2 separate regions of the Mus musculus genome follow, and region 2 is linked to region 1. The links are chromatin contacts, called in public HiChIP or PLAC-seq maps. All regions are on one chromosome and are shown on one strand. The core of a region is the stretch at or near the end of the contact, and the rest is flanking DNA. Distances in the headings are between cores, read along the strand shown.

Region 1 (3,290 bases), core at 324-2,823:
GCCTCTCATTGTTTATGCTCCCCAGATCTCGGGTCCAGATGGTTGCTGGGGGTAAGGATGAAAAGTATCCCAACCGCTCCAGCGAGAATGGACAAGAGGTTTCAAAGTAAAGACACCCACAAGGAAGCTTTCCTCATTCAACGGCTCAACTACCTGGGCAAAGAATGGGAGCTGTCGGCCCAGGGAGAGACGTGGGAGCCGGTCAGATTGCAAGAGGTGAGACTGTTGGAGGGTGGGTGAAGGGGGGGGAGGGAGAAGTTCCCAGCCAAGAAGAAAAGAGAAAGCATTGTATTTCCTTTTCATTCTCCCCGGGAGAAAAAGAAAACTTCCGAAGCCCAGGCCGCAGTATTTCATTGGGCAAACACAAGGAACCTGGTTTGAGTTAACAGAGAGGGAGCGCCCCTCCCCCCGCAGGCACACACGCAAGTCCTACGGTCTGTTCCCAGGAAGCTCAACCGCCATCCACCCCGCCAGTCTAGGACACTCACCCACAGCAACCAGGGGTCCCCCAAAGGGGAAAGGCAGCTCCAGCAGACGACGCCACAGACACAGGAGGGCAGATTTGTTCCTCCGGCTGGGGGCGCTCCAGGAATGGGGAGGAGCCAGAGATCAGGATCGCAGCCTTCAACGTCCCAAGCCAGCGGTTAAATCATTAACCAACCGCTACCTACTCGCCCCTGAAAAAGCCTCGAGCCCCATGCTTCGGACGTACCGGGCGCGCGCGCAGGTCCCCCCGCGTAAAGCCTCGTCCCAGGTTTCTAAGGGACCGCCAGCTCGGCCCAGCCCCACCCTGCGCCTCTTGCGGCCTTGGCCTCCAAGTCTTCCAAGGGAGGCGGGCGGGGCGGGAGAAGGAAGGGCTCCGACGGGCGGGGAGTATTTGCTCTTTAGGCTATTGCCTTCCAGCCGGCTCTTGCCCTCCTTTCTCCCCGGCCGGGCGACACCGGGTGGCGCCTAAAGCAGTGTGTGTACACGGGAGAGCACGCGTACACCCCTCTACCACTACCGACGAACTCAGCGGTTATTCATGGAGAAGTCTGTGCGCACACGCCCCCCTCGGGGCGACCGCCGCCGATTGTTGTGTGCCTGCCCACGGCAACACACACCCCATTCCTGCGCGAGGGGGTGGACCTTTAAAACCTGCCCACTCACCCCACCCCGAACAGTCCCCGTGGCCAGATCGGGGCGTACTGGCGACGCTGAGCCCTGTTGTTACCCCCTCCTCCGCAAATGATTTTCTGGGACACGGTATGTGACTCTGGGTCTGGTCCCAGGCATGCCTACCCACGCTGGGCACAGAGGGGTGTGTTTGTGTGCGCGCGCGCCCTGCTCCTAGGTCCTCATCTTCCCCATCCCCGGGTCTTTCTACCTTCTCCACGTCACCAGGGGTCTCGAGCCTACCCAGGCCTCACGCGGCCACTGGGCCACAAACGGATGCTCGTCGCCTACCTCGGTCCCCAGCTCCCCGAGCGCGGACCAGGTGCGGCTGTACGCTCCCCTCGGTGTGCTTGGCGCCTCGGCAAGGCTGGCGACCCATGGCAGCGCCGGCGTTTGTTTCCTCTGGCTCCCGGGGCTCCGAGTGTGCTAGAAGCTAGGACACTCCCCTCCCAGGCTCCTCCCAGCCCTCCCTCCCATTTCCCTCCGCGCTGATGTCACTCCGTCGCAGCAGCCAATGACTGCCACGGAACTCAACTCGGCTGCTTGGCCTCCCAGGTTCAAATCTAAAAGCCTGAGACGCCCCCCACAAGCTCCTAGTAGGGTAGACAGAGCAGGTCTTGCTTTGAGGAGTCGCGCCCCACAGCCCCCAGTGCTCTGCCGCGGAACCGACGTGCGGTCCGCAGAAACAGGAGCACATCCCCTCCCCAGGAACCAAGGGGAAGCTCTCTCTTGGCTCTTCCAGTTTTGAACAATGGTAAGAAAACAACTCCCTCCAGGACGTTACCCACTTCTGGACCACGAGCAGGAGCTTGGGCTCCGTGGATTCCCTCTCCATCTGGAGGGCGGGAGAAGCAGGTCCGCCCGAGTCCAGACCCGGTCTGAGCAGTGGAGGAACTTTTCAGCAAGGTGACCTGGCTTTGATAGCTCTGTCTGGTGATCATGGGCTCTTAAGTACCCTCCCAGGGAACCTCCCGGAATTAAATCCCGCGTGCTTGGGTAGAGGAAGCCCCACCTATGAATGATCATTAAAAGCAATAAAAGCCAGGGGCGAAATAGTCAATAAAGAGGAAACGGAGCCAACCCAAAGTGAAAGTTCCCTAACTACTTAAAGGAAGTGGGGGTGGGGTGGTGTAGGCCTCAGCCTCCTTTTTCCCCAGAGTTGCCTCACGGTCCCTCAGCTCCTTCACTGTCCTCTGGAAACCCTGTCTCTCAGGATCCCACCCCATCCCCGACCTCTCCCCCATCTCCCCGTCTATCCATGAAAACTTCAAACTGTCCATATTGTGTGAAAATCAAACCTAAAAGGTCAGTGTCGCTGGGCAGTGGTGGTGCACGCCTTTAATCCCAGCACTCAGGAGGCAGAGGCAGGCAGATTTCTGAGTTCGAGGCCAGCCTGGTCTACAAAGTGAGTGCCAGGGCTATACAGAGAAACAACCCTGTCTCAAAAAACCAAAAAAAAAAAAAAAAAAAAAAAAAAAAGTTCAGTGTCTGGTCTAGGGGTCCAGTTCCGGCTGCGGAGCACGAGGCTGGTTCAATTCAAGCCCAGCACCACCACCAACCAAAAGAGATGTCAAAATTAGTGAAACTAAAACACGGGGTCCAAAGTAACTTGGGATGGGGATATCCCTGGGGTTCTGACCGTGATTGGGTTACCATGGGGAATTTATACCTCCTCCCCCTACTCTGACTGTCCTTGTATGGGTCCCTCACCTGGAGGTTGTCAAGATGAAAGAGAAATGTGGTTTAGAATAGACAACAGTGTCGGAGTCAGGTCTGTGGGTCAGAGGTAGCTGTAACAGGGCACTAGGGCAAACCAGTAGGAGAGAGTTGTGTTGCCTCTGGCTTTCAACTCTGCCCCTCACTGGCCCACAAGCCTTCCCATCTCTCAAATGGGTACAGCACCTGTTGACATTCCTTCTAGGCTCCACCCCATAGTTACCTGGCAACAGCCAGGTGTGCCAGACTCACTATAAAAGGATCTCTTGCCAGGCAATGTGGTGCACGCCTTTAATGCCAGCACACTGGAGGCAGAGGCAGGCGGATTTCTGAGTTCGAGGCCAGCCTGGTCTACAGAGTGAGTTCCAGGACAGCCAGGGCTACACAGAGAAACCCTGTCTTCAAAAAACACAAACAGG
Region 2 (3,290 bases), core at 246-2,745, 940 kb after region 1:
TGTCACCTTTGCAGAGTGCTAGCTAGTCTTTCCTGCTGATTTTTAAGGTGATCCCGTGACAGCTTCTGGTGCCTCCTGAGGACTCTGGTGGGGGAAGACCAGATGCATATTTCAGGGAAACGAGTCCTTGGGCATCTGACCCTCTCTGGACCAGGTCCCTCCAGAATAGCACAGGTCCCAGCAAAAGGCACATTTGATTTGCCAGCCCTAACTCGAGGAACTGGTGACCTGGCGTCCTCCCAAGGGAGGACTCAACATCATCTGACCCCCGCCCCCACCCCCCAACATGCTCCTTTGAGCTCCTCTGGGGATCTAATCCTTCCATCAGCTCCTGGGGGTGGGGCAGGGACAGGAACTCTCACCTAAAAAAAAAAAAAAAAAAAAAACACAGGCTGTGGTGCTTCAGATGTGCACTGCTCAGGATTTGTGGGAGCTGGTCCCTGGGAACTCTGTCCTGATGGGGGCCAAGTCCCCAAGGACACCTTCTGTTTATTTGGTATTACCCTGTCTCTCTGTCCCTAGCCACCATCGGCCTTGGAAGTGGGAGAAGCCCGCATGCTGGAAAGCCCCAAAGCTATGACCTTCACTGTTGGGAAAACTCTAGTCTTTATCTCTGGGGAGGAACTTGCTGGTATCTAGGAACCAGCTCTAGGCTCCCTGCCCTCCTGAGCCAGGTTTGAACACTTGGCTGTGTGACCTTACCCTCACCCTGTCCCTGGAGACAGCCCCTTACCATCTGGCTGTTGCTGCAACGTAAGATAATTGTCCTGGGGCTCCTTGGTGGGGCTGCCTGCTATGGTAGCATCTGCCCTTTTTATCTAAGAGGGTGGGGAAGGCCTCAAGATGGGTACCTGACAGTCTCTGGCCTGAGGCCTGCAGGAAGATGATAGATCCTTTATAGGGCCTTCCCCCCTCATCCAAGGGGTGGGGTCCAAATTGCAGGTAAATGGCTAAATGGCATCAGGTGAATTACCACCGGAGAAAGTGCCGGGTAAACTATAGAGTGCTCTCTCCCTCAGGAATTAAGATAATGGCGTCATTATAATAATTACTGCAATCACCATGAAGTGGAGGTGCTCAGGTTGTGGGAGGCTGTGGGTGGCAGAGTCAGGATGGAGACTCATCCAACAGCCCAGATCATAAAGCCAGGCCCTGATGGAGCCCAGATGTAGCAGCCATGGTCAACTAAGAGACCCTTCCAGGGCTGCCCCTAAACACAAAGACCAAGGACCCTCTGTATGCTCCTCTCTTGGCTAGAGACCCCCACCATCCTGAGCCCATAGTAGGCCTGTGGGAAACTGCTGGGTGGAGAAACTGAGGGAGGAAGAACACAAAGCCCAGTCCTTGGGTCCTTTTCCTCCCTACTACCTCCCTGAATCTGAGCCAGTGTTCCTCTTGACCCGGTCCACCCACACCCAGGACCTGGTGATCCCTCCCAGAGGTCAGAATCTCCCTGAGAGCTTGTTAGCCCCCGGGGCGCCAGGCCCGCCCTGCTGGGCTCCAGTTCATCTTCTGAGGCAAGCTGAAAATTTGCATTTGTAATGAGATCCTTAGCGATGCTGCTTGCCTGGGGACCGCAATTTGAAAGCTACACCCTTGTCCTTAAAGACCTTCCTTCTCTCTGGCCTGGGTGCCCACCTGGTGGAAGAGCTGAGCTGTTTCCTTCATCTTCAGCTCCCAAGAGAAAGCCACAGCCCATCTCCGGGGCATCACACCTGTCTTCTTGAAGGGCAAAGACTAGGACCCATGTGAGCAAGCACAGAGCTACAGGGAGGCCCTTGTTGTGATGTGCTCTAACACCTGTCTGTCTGTCTGTCTACCTAGCATGTATCTATCATCTCTTCCCATGAAACAATACCAGAAAGAAAAAAAAGAAAATGGACTTGACAGATGTTTTTTGTCTTGTGGCTTTGTTTCTCTTCTTTTTTTCTCTAGTTCAAGGTTCTACGATGTGACCCAGACTATCTTAGAACCTGATCCTCTAGCCTCAACCTCCTGAGCTTTCAGAATCCAGGCCTTGGACACCATGCCTGGCCTATTCTTCTCTAATTTTTGTTGTTTTGGTTTTTCAGCACAGGAAGGGTCTCTCTACGAGCTCTGGCTGTCCTGGAATTCTAAGTGTAGCGCATCCTGTGTTGTGTAGCCCAGGCTGTGTGTATAGCCCAGGCTGTGAGCCGCCACACCTGGCTATTCCTTACAATCTTAAATTCTCTGTGTTTTTTTCCTTGGGGTTTTGTTTGTTTGTGGGAGGCACTTATTTTCTTCATGTTTGTTTTTTGAGTCACAGATAGCTCAGGCTGGCTCCCAGTATAGCCAAGGGATGACCTTGAACTCTTGGTCCTGCTGCTGAGCGCTGGGACTACAGTGTTCAATACAATGCCCAATGTGTTGGATGCCTTGGCTCTAAGTCAGGACCTCGTGCCGGCTGGCCAAGCATTCTATCAAATGAGCTACATGCTCATTCTCGGCTCCTCTTTTCCTTTTGTTTTGTTGGTTTTCGTTTTTTGAGACATTTTTTTTTTTCTGTGTAGTCCTAGCTGTCCTATAACTCATTCTGCAGAGATTCACCTGCCTCTGCCTCCCAAAGCTGTGTGCCCCTCCACCTCCAGGAAAGGGAGGACTTTTATTTTTGTTTGTTTTGGTTTTTGGTTTTTTGGTTTGTTTTTTGGTTTTGTTTTGTTTTGTTTTGTTTTGTTTTTTTTGAGACAAGAGCTCATCTGTGGCCCAGTCTGGTCTTGACTTCAAGGTAATCCTCCTGCCTCAGCCTCCCAATTATTAGGATTCTACAGGCACGAGCCAGCAAGCCCAGTCATATCTGTCTCTGTCTTGGTGTCTCTGAATCTGTCACTACCTCCTAAGAACCCAACAAAAGCCAGAAAACGGAAGAGGTGCTGACACCCACGGAAACAGGGAGCCATGGTTTGTTCTAGAATCAGGAAGTCACCCTGTAGGGAAGGCATGAAAAGCCGCAAGATTGATGTGAAGTTCCCATGATTCCCCGAGCTCAGACCTCTCTCCTATGGGCTTCGTTGCTGTGCCCTCCTCCTCTGCCCCTCTGCAGGGATTTTTCTCTTGCAGGCTGGGGGAGCCAATGTTGTAGAAATTTTTAATCCCTATCCAGGGTTTCTACCCTGCCTTTGACCATTTAGTATCTGGATAAAAGACACCATCTTTATATTTACAATAACCCTTAATCAGCATAAGAGTTGGACAGATATCTACCCTCTATCCTATTAGAACCTACTTTCCAATTGATGACTTAATAACTGGGTTATTACTTACTATGTCTC

Evidence for each region. HiChIP or PLAC-seq counts read pairs in DNA pulled down with a chosen protein or histone mark.
Region 2: a contact with region 1 is called in an H3K27ac HiChIP or PLAC-seq map of embryonic stem cells, with 6 times the contacts expected there. The contact joins the enhancer-like site here to the promoter of Cdc42ep4 in region 1. A contact is called at or near these places in 4 of 39 promoter capture datasets (the 3T3-L1 cell line, embryonic stem cells and liver), 1 of 484 Hi-C or Micro-C datasets (liver) and 5 of 115 datasets of contacts at active chromatin or transcription factors (embryonic fibroblasts, embryonic forebrain, embryonic stem cells and 1 more).

What each region holds. Positions count from the first base shown.
Region 1 is chr11:113,750,242-113,753,531 of GRCm38.p6, forward strand. Cdc42ep4 (CDC42 effector protein (Rho GTPase binding) 4) reads right to left here and starts at 1,574. Exons shown (of 2, transcript NM_001163346.1): 1 at 1,447-1,574.
Region 2 is chr11:114,691,281-114,694,570 of GRCm38.p6, forward strand. The region is part of intron 3 of Ttyh2 (tweety family member 2); the gene reads left to right. Among named protein-coding and RNA genes, the nearest start is that of Ttyh2, 17 kb to the left of the region's middle. Within about 2 kb of position 1,496, at least 35 of the 459 cell types and tissues checked have an H3K27ac peak or open chromatin away from gene starts, as enhancers often do. A contact at or near this core is called in embryonic stem cells and liver, where this site is marked.